2 separate regions of the Rattus norvegicus genome follow, and region 1 is linked to region 2. Evidence: chromatin contacts called from public Hi-C data. All regions are on one chromosome and are shown on one strand. Each heading gives the region's core, a stretch centred on a gene start, on an enhancer-like site or on the middle of the called end of the contact. The rest is flanking DNA. Distances are from core to core; before and after follow the strand shown. Region 1 holds the start of Pno1 (partner of NOB1 homolog). Region 2 has its middle 15 kb from the start of Sec61g.

Evidence for each region. Hi-C and Micro-C count contacts between places; a contact is called where the count stands out from the background.
Region 1: a contact with region 2 is called in a Hi-C map of the A7r5 cell line, with 6 times the contacts expected there. The contact joins the promoter of Pno1 here to the enhancer-like site in region 2. A contact is called at or near these places in 2 of 12 Hi-C or Micro-C datasets (the A7r5 cell line and frontal cortex).

The regions. Positions count from the first base shown.
Region 1 is chr14:95,817,742-95,822,256 of GRCr8, reverse strand. Pno1 (partner of NOB1 homolog) reads left to right here and starts at 2,354. Exons shown (of 7, transcript NM_199083.2): 1 at 2,354-2,594; 2 at 2,716-2,865. The coding sequence starts at 2,391. It overlaps Dnaaf10 (dynein axonemal assembly factor 10), which reads right to left and starts at 1,985. Exons shown (of 8, transcript NM_001127559.2): 1 at 1,761-1,985. The coding sequence starts at 1,943.
Region 2 is chr14:95,131,736-95,136,364 of GRCr8, reverse strand. No RefSeq gene overlaps it. Among named protein-coding and RNA genes, the nearest start is that of Sec61g, 15 kb to the right of the region's middle. Within about 2 kb of position 3,289, at least 24 of the 93 cell types and tissues checked have an H3K27ac peak or open chromatin away from gene starts, as enhancers often do. A contact at or near this core is called in the A7r5 cell line, where this site is marked.

The DNA of each region.
Region 1 (4,515 bases), core at 1,105-3,604, 690 kb before region 2:
TGCTTTCTGGCTTATGCGGCAGACTGTTTATTTCTGCCACAGACAGTCAGTATTATAGGAGTGGAATGTACTGAAAGGTTCCTTGAGCAGAGATCAGATAATCCGAACTGGCCCCTGGACTGGCAAGAGTTGACTGCGCGTTAAGCAGTGAGGAACACAAGGCAAGGCGGGAAGCATCAAACCATGTTTAGAATCTCCAAGTCCAATGCCTGGCTATAGAGTTGGAACTAAACCAGAAAACAGGCTCTCAGCAAAGCTCAGGGAAGGAACACATAGCTTGCCATGCAAGTTTATTTATCTCCTACTTGCCCTAGTTTCTTATCAACTCTCAGCACCTCAACAACAAACTGTTATCTGTTTCAGTCAACCCAAATAGAAACATTCTGAAAACCTTAAGGAACTATAAAATTGTTCCTTAGCCACAACTCAGCACTGTGGCTCCAGGCCTGAATCCCAGCCCCCTGAGAAGCTGGTTTAACAGTTTGAGGCCAACTGGATAACAGAAAACACCCATCTCGGAAAGAAAGGAAAGAAAGAGTTTTAAAGCGTGAACAGTGTGGGCTGAAGACACAACCTGGTGATTAAGAGCAGAATGGCCCGCAAGGTAACTCACAACCACCGGAACTCCATTCCAGCGCATCCAATACCTTCTTACGGCCTCCTGGGACACCAGGTGCACTTGCATATGGTACACACAGATACATGCAGGGAAAAAAAAAAACAAAAAACATGTACAGGAAAGGGAAGGAGAAAGGAGGGGAGGAGAGGGGAAGGAAGGGGGAAAATGTCAATTACTGTCACCATTCTGTAATTGGCTACCTGGCAGCCTTTTACAAAACCTGTAATCTGGTCATTCATTATCCTCCTAAAAGTTCTTCAGTGGTGTCCTGCTTTTCTTAAAGAAAAAAAAAGGACAAATCTGTTAAATGTCTTACAGATCTTGCAATGGTCCCTACTTACCCCTTTTATATGTGTATGGTAATTTTTTTTTAACAGGGGTTGTGATCGCTGCAAACAGGGTCTCAAACTGAAATTCTCTTGCTTCTACCCCCGAACGCTGCGATTAAAGTTGTGCAATACCACTTCCAGCTTGGGTTTTTGTTTTTTAAAAGATAACGATCTTCCACCACTATCTCATGTTGTTTCTTCTGGAAACGTCATATTCTACTCTGCATTTGCCTTAGTTGCTTACTACTCATCCTAAATCTGTTTTTACTTTCACAGACCTGTGTATTAGAAAACTCATCTTGATTTACATTATGCATCCTTGGTCTGGCTGTTTGACTGTCTCCCCCAACAGAAAATAAATTCCGTAAGATCGTTGGCATTGCAATTCCCATGTCTGGGCCTTACCAGGCATTGAACTGACACTTTGTGAAAGAATGGGGTATTTACTAGTCTTCACCAACTTCGTGGTAGGTCTCCTGCTGGTGCCTCATTTGGTTCTGCTGGCATGGCACGTGGGTTTATTACATAGACCTACTAGTAGACTACAACAATTGCCAACAGCCTAAATGGTCCTCGAACGTTGCCAAGCAATGTCCACTTGGCTTCCCAGAAACCCTGCAATCGACTGCACCGAGAATGGCGAGAGGCAGAGGCTGGCAGTGAGCCGAGGTACTAGCTCTGCAAGGAGATTTTGGGATGTTAAAGTTTTAACTCTGAAGTATTCCTCAATCTGTAATCTCCTTTCTGTTTCTGCTGTGGCAAAGAGAGATGCAGACCCACGCAAACCCAAACAGATCCAAGCCTGCACCCACCTCCCGCAGCAGCTTTAGGTCCCCGCGCTGGATCTCGTACACCTGGATAACGCCGGTGCCCCGGGCGAAGTTGCCCATCGTCACGAATTTGGCACTGCAGGGCACCCATTTGCAGTCGAACACTGTATAGTTGAGGCCCTTTTGAATATGGACAATGATCTGAGGCTTCTCGAAGGTGGACATGGTGCAGAAGCAGCCAAACGCTAACCTGGTAACCAAACTGCAAACATCTCAGGGGCAGTTTGTCCCTCCCTAGCCGCACTCAACCCGGACGCCTTAGCAAGCTGGGCTTGGCTGCCTCCGAAAATGCCGGGTGAGCTGCTGAGACCGCACCAGATACTTCTCCACACACGGCACAAGCTGATTTACCGCCTTTACCACAACGTTTTCACATAGACACATTAGAGAATGTGAATGCTTTGGCTGCGAGCGCGAGACGGCACGGAGACATTAGCAAACAGGCATATTCTAGGGCAGCCATTCCGAACCGCGGACCAATCCTGCCCTAGGCCCCCCGCATGGACCCCGCCTCGGAAAAGGGGCGGAGCCTTCAAATTGATTGGTGGAGGCTGGCGCATGCGCGGCACAACCTCGCACGTGTTCCAGTGGTTGCACTTATCCGGGTTGAACATGGCCGAGATGGAGACGCAAAACACCGGGACGGAGGACGGCTTTACTCCCGTCACGCACAGAGGGGGCCGCCGGGCGAAGAAGCGACAGGCTGAGCAATCGTCAGCGGCGGGACAGGATGGAGACGCTGGACGCATGGACACGGAGGAGGCGCGGCCGGCGAAGAGGCCGGTCTTCCCGCCGCTCTCGGGAGATCAGCTCCTGGTGGGGATCCGGATGGGACGGGGCGGGGCCCAGGCAGACGAAAGGGTCTATTCTCGGTTTTCACCTTTCCAGCCCGCATCTCTCCACTCGCCTTCTGAGTGTGTGTTTGTTTTTATTGCAGACTGGGAAAGAAGAAACGAGAAAAATTCCCGTCCCAGCTAACAGATACACACCATTAAAAGAAAACTGGATGAAGATATTTACCCCGATTGTTGAACATTTAGGACTTCAGATACGCTTTAACCTGAAATCAAGGAATGTAGAAATAAGGGTAAGGAAAAGGGCTTATCCTTTTTAACCTACCGAATTTTCCCCTTCAAAACTAAAATAAATGAGTGCATTTTTTTCCTTCGTAGAGTTATTCTGTTAAGCGTCCCCCAACCCCCGTTTTACTATAGTGAATTTCAAATTAACTAAATACCCTCAAAACTACATTCAAAACAGGTGTTGACTGCATTCCTAAATCGCTTGTAAGATCACTCCTGAATATTGTGTATCCTTTTGAGTGTCTTCTCTGTGTTGACTTGATAAAAGTAGAGAATGGTCCACGGATGTACATCAGTAAGGGGTTAACTGCAGGTACCTACTTCAGTGTAAGTGCTCTTTTTGGAGCAAACGTGTGTCACAGGGAAAATGTAAATTAAGTCTCTTTTTTTCTTCAGTAGATCTGTGTCAATACGAAATTAATTTTCCCATATCATAATGCTTCTAATATGATATTCTAGGATCCTCAGCGTTTCTAAGGGATAGAAGCCAGACACTTGGCTAAGCCTGCCTTTCAAGTAGGAGATCCAGTTGTGCGTCCCCCCCCCCGCCCCCCCCATTTTTTTTTCTGCCAGTATCTTTGGTGGCTTTGCTCTCTGGAGAAGGCCACTTTCTCAGCTGTCTTCTTCAGGTCCAGTCAGCTTTCAAGATCTAACTCAAGCTCTCTTTAGAAGTTTATCCATTTCTATTGTACTTAGCTGCCTTGTTTATTGCAGGCTCATTAGTTTGTATTCTTAGTATTTGCTAATACCGATTTGCTGATACCGTACATCAGACGCACAGAGGTAGCTTGACCTATACCACATCATTTGATCCTTAAGGTATGACATGGGTGATAGACATCCATACCAGAGGATTAGGAAGAGAAGGTTAAGAAATTTACTGCCTTAGCCAGAGTTATCAAGCTAATTGCATCCTAGTGCTAGAAGGGACCATTCATGATCTTCTACTCTGACATATTTTATAGGTGAAAAAACTTAAATCCTACATATTTATGGGATTTGCCAAGAGTGAGAACCAGAGTCTCGGCTTTGTTGTTGTTTTCTCTTTGTTTTTCTCTTGAGATTTCACTCTGTAGAGAGATCTGAAGGGTGTGGGGACTGAAGGCGTGTGCTGCCATGTCCTGCTGGGGACTTTTTGGGTGTGAAAATCTGAACACAGTCCTCTATGCTTCTAAACTTGCCAAGTGTGTAGTCTCTTCAAATGATTGTGAATCTGTGTGCAAGACCCAAAGTAGTATTTTGGAAGTTAGATTTGTGCTTTTAGTTCCTTAATTTCCTCATTCGTGTTTGCGTTATATAACACTCAAGGCTGTCAAGGTGATGCTTAGAGCTAGATGTGAGTGGCATATTATTTACAGTGGTGGGCATCCTAGGATAACAGTAATTTCTGCAGCTCAAGTAAGCACTTGTGAACAGGATTCCTACTCAAGCTGTTCTTGATTTCCTCAGAACCAGGCATGCAAAGAGTCAGAACTAGACTTGTTGGTTTGGGAAACAACAGCATATAAATAGTCCTTTCCAGCAGAACGTGTCAGGACTCTTGGAGAGAGGCTGCCTTGATGGAGAGGCAAGGTGGACCCGTCTGAACGTTTAAAAGAGTGCAGAATGGGTGTGAGCCCTTGGGGTGTGCTAGGAGAAGGTTGCCACTACCCTGG
Region 2 (4,629 bases), core at 2,040-4,539:
ATACCTCTAATTCTAGTGTGGGGGAGGAAAGGACAGGGATCCCTGGGGCTTTGCAAACTAAGCAGCCTAGCCAAATTGGTGCTGTTAGATTCAGTGGAAGACTTGCTTAAAATAAAAGTTAAAGGAAAAAAGGAGGTATGGCTGGTAAAGAATTTTGCTTGATTGAGAGTTTTCATTGCTGTACAGAAAACCTTAAAACCCCTCCTTTAGCTTCTTTCAGTCACAGGCTTGCAGGAAACTCCGGTTCCACTCACTACTGGCTCCAAGGCCTACTTTCAGACGAGTAAAACCTTTTTAAATTTCACTTGGTTTTCCACTCATGACCTTTCTTGTTCCTCGTTCTATTTCTCTTTTGCTTATTCATCAAATATTTTCCAATTCCTGTTCTAACTGGCTATGCCTGATACTCTCAGCTAATAATAAATGAGAGTAAGGTTTAGATTTTTTTTTTTTATTATCTTGAGTATTTCTTATATACATTTCAAGTGTTATTCCCTTTCCCGGTTTCCGGACAGACATCACCCTCCCCCCTCCCCTTCCTTGTGGGTGTTCCCCTCCCAAACCTCCCCCCATTGCCACCCTCCCCGCATAGTCTAGTTCACTGGGGGTTCAGTCTTAGCAGGACCCAGGGCTTCCCCTTCCACTGGTGCTCTTACTAGGATATTCATTGCTACCTATGGGGACAGAGTCCAGGGTCAGTCCATGTATAGTCTTTAGGTAGTGGCTTAGTCCCTGGAAGCTCTGTAGATTTTGACAGTGCTTTTTTTTTTTTTTTTTTAAACAACAAAGCCACTTCTCCAAACAGGTACTTTACAGATATTTCTTCTACATAGGCATAGAACACCTTGAGACAGTGGTTTTTACTGGCATTGTGGCTAAGGCATTAAGACCATCATATGTGTAGACTAATCTTTAATAACTAACAAAGGGGTCAGGGCATGTGCAAAATATACTCTTCTCTGAATGCTTTTGAATACTAAACTTTATCTTGTGTCAACTTCTTCATGCTGAAACAAATAAGCATATTTTCTATTATCGTTAAATGCTGTGAAGGAAACAAAACCATACAGTAGTTTACAGAAGGTTGGGGTCAGTTGGGATGATTTTATTGAGGACAACCAGAGAGAACTCTATTTAGGAAACAGAAATAAATTAAGTCAGGAATAAGAGAAGACAAATGGGCAGTTAAAGAAAGAAGTAAGTATAGAGGTTTGGGTGGGAAGATGCGTTGTATTAAATAGAAAATAAAAACGGGACAACAGTGACTGAAAGGGAATGAGGGGAAGTAGGGAGGGTCCACAGGGACAGATTTTAAGTTAGCCACAATAAGAAGTTGTGGGAAGGGGTTGGGGATTTAGCTCAGTGGTAGAGCACTTGCCTAGCAAGCGCAAGGCCCTGGGTTCCGTCCTCAGCTCCGGAAAAAAAAAAAAAAAAGAAGAAGTTGTGGGAGAAGCTAAAGTGAAGGACTCCAGATTCAGCAGCATATTTAAAAGTTTACGTCTGGACCTGGGAGAGAAAAGCCTGGTAGAGTGGTACATGAACAGAGAGAAACCAAACAGGAGGATGCTGCAGTGCTGAAGGCAGGAGAAGGTATGGGAGCTGACGGGTTAGAACTTCCGGTTGGCCACCAGCTGGGTGATAGGGGAAGGAAACAAGAAGAATCATAGATGACGTTGGACAGAGTACATTTGCTCTCCTTTTATTGTAAGAAATATGTGAGAGAATCAATTTATATGGTTTTGTTTTGCTTCTCATACTTTTGGTCTATGATAAGCTGGCTTCAGGCCTGAGATAAGATAGTGCATCATTCAACAAATATGTTTATGGAGCAAAGCGGATCATGTCAAGGCCAGGATTCAACCAGAGGCGAAGGAAGAGAATGGGCTCCCATAATGCCTTTCACGTAACTGACCTCACTTCCTTCTTCTAGGCTCCACGTGTTAAAAGTTCACCAGTCTTCCTCTGGCACCAACATTTGGGAACACGAGCCTAGCAGGGATGGTCAAAATCCACAGTAGCCGAGGGAGTAGAGGCATTTTAATGACTCGTGTACGCAACCACATAATACCGTGCCCAGGTGACTACTGAGATATGTAAGGGGCTGGGACATGAAGATTAGCATATAATCATGCACATTGGAAGCCCTAGAGACCAATGTTTAAGAAAGGCACGCGATTCTGAGATATCCTTGGGAAGTTCTTACCTTCCAGTTTATCACCGGGTGCAGACATACAAAGGCTCCCCCTTGGGAAGATTTAGCAAACTATTGTTGCTGAAAGCAATGGGCAGAATTTAGTCTTCAATCCCGATTCAAAAAGAACGACAGAAAACACGAGGAAAGCTTGCGAGGAGCATACCTATAAACCTTTGGGACCAGAGCCCTGAGCTCACTTGGAGGCTTGCCACTGGAGTTTATCTCAGAAGCAGAGAATTAGTCACAGGATTGCAGGTAACCACAAAAGAGACGAGGGACACAAGCTAATCGCATAATGAAGCCTTAAGTGCCAGTACCTACACAGGGCATCTGTTAATCTTACCAACAATCCCGTGAGAAGGATGTGGCTTCCTTCATCTTTTAGAAGAGCAAATTAGACCTCAGAGCCACTTGGGAACAAGCTCAAAGAATTATGCACAATATTCAGAGCAGGCCGAGTCTGTATCCTGGAGCGCCATAAGCCCCACAGCCCAGAGACTCAAACAGTAAAATGTATCATTAATTCCATCATCTGGCCTTGGCCGCTGAGCAACTGTTAGTACAGGGATCACATCGAAATTGGGCTTTAAATGCATAGGCCAAAGGTCCTTTTCTGGATTTTTCTCTTGCCACTGTCCATCAGTCTGGCTTTGCTGAACTCTGCTACTGACTGCTTTAAGTCCCTACAGTGATGGTTAGGGTATGAGCTCTGTCCCTTTATGTGGCACAGACCAGAATACTCTGAGGACAAAAGATGTACCCCTCCTCTTGGCTTGTTTGCCTGTGGTTTCTTCTGATGCCTTCCTATTGTCGCCTACAGGTGGCCGCAGAGACCATAGTTATCTTCAGTTAAGTTAATTAAGATAGAAACATCTTTGCCATTGCTGAGAAGTAATGTTTTAAAGAAAACGATTCTGAATCAAATAGATAGCTTGGGAAATGGATCCATTTTTCTTTTCGTCTGTAGCACTTAGTAAATGAACGTTTCTTGGTTCTCCCTAACAACCTGACTATGTGTCCCTTCATAGATGACCAAACTGTTAGAGGCGCATAAACTTAGAGTCAGTCCCTCCGTCTTTCCCACGCCAGCGTGTAAGGAGATTCATGATCCTGCACTGCCCTCTATGTATGACTATCTGAAACACAAAATCGGGTATTCTAGAGGGTTTCAAACACACTTTTAAAAATTAGGGTGATATTTCACAGTGGACTCACTGAGTTAACATTCAGTAGACATGAGCGTCCATGGTCGCAAATATTGTTCTGATAGCAAACTGCTGTACTTTCCGACTGTATTAGTGATAGCTGAAAAGAGAACGTTCTTAATGTGCTCTTGAGACATTTAAATGATAGTTATTGATTGGAGATAGCAACTCCAAGTCTAGAAATGGCTTCCAAAGTCACTTGGGAAAGAGCATGGAGGGGATTCAGTCTAGGGACTCACCTTCAGCCTCCAGGAAGGTTTGGATACAGCAACAGCATTCCTGTGCATTTTCTTGGTGTAACATCGCCATCTGGTGTCTTTTCCAGATACTTCATATAAAAAACATGCATCACCACGGTTCTTTTAACGTTTAATGTCGTTCCCTACTGCGGATCTTAATTTTTGTCTTAAGATTCAAACTAAATAACACAAGTACATGTACATAATGTTTTTGTTTGCTAATTATGCTAAGTACACAAAATGATGAGTTTATGACATTTTTTATACACGTACATAGTCTGTCAATCAATAGGCTATTGTAAACCACTGCTGTGGTGGCTGGATTTATGTTAACTTGACACAAGCTGGAGTCCTTAGAGAGGAAGAAACCTCAACTGAGAAAAGGCTCTGCCTGTAGGACATTTTCTTAATTAGTCACTGATGGGACAAAGTGCAGCTTGGTGTGGATGGTACCCCCCTTGGACTGATGGTCACAGGTTTTATAAGAATGGCTGTGCAAGCCATTGGGAAACAGTAAGCAGCATTCTTCCATGGCCTTTGCAGTAGCTCCTGCCTACAGGAGCGCCCCCTGCCCTGCTTGGGTTCCTGTCCTAATTTCTTCCACCTATGAAAGGTGATGGGAAAATGTAAGCCACATAAAACCTTTCCTCCCCAGTTTGCTTTTGGTCATGGTGTTTCACCACAGAAATACTAACCTAACTAAGACAGATAATAACCAAAACTACAATGTTATGCATTGCATAGTAAGCCAATAACTAGTTATAATGAAAGGCACACTCCTAAAAGTTATACGTTTAGGGAGCTACAAGTGTCTACAACTCACAACCAGCAACATAAGACTTCGAATGCTACACACTTCTGATCAATTTCCTACCCTCCTCCATCTCCTCCCACACCTGGTTCTGCCCCCTCCCCCTTCCTCCCAAGCCCTCCTACCTTCTACTTCCCGTGATTATTTTGTTACTCCTTCTAAGTAGTACTCAAGCATCCA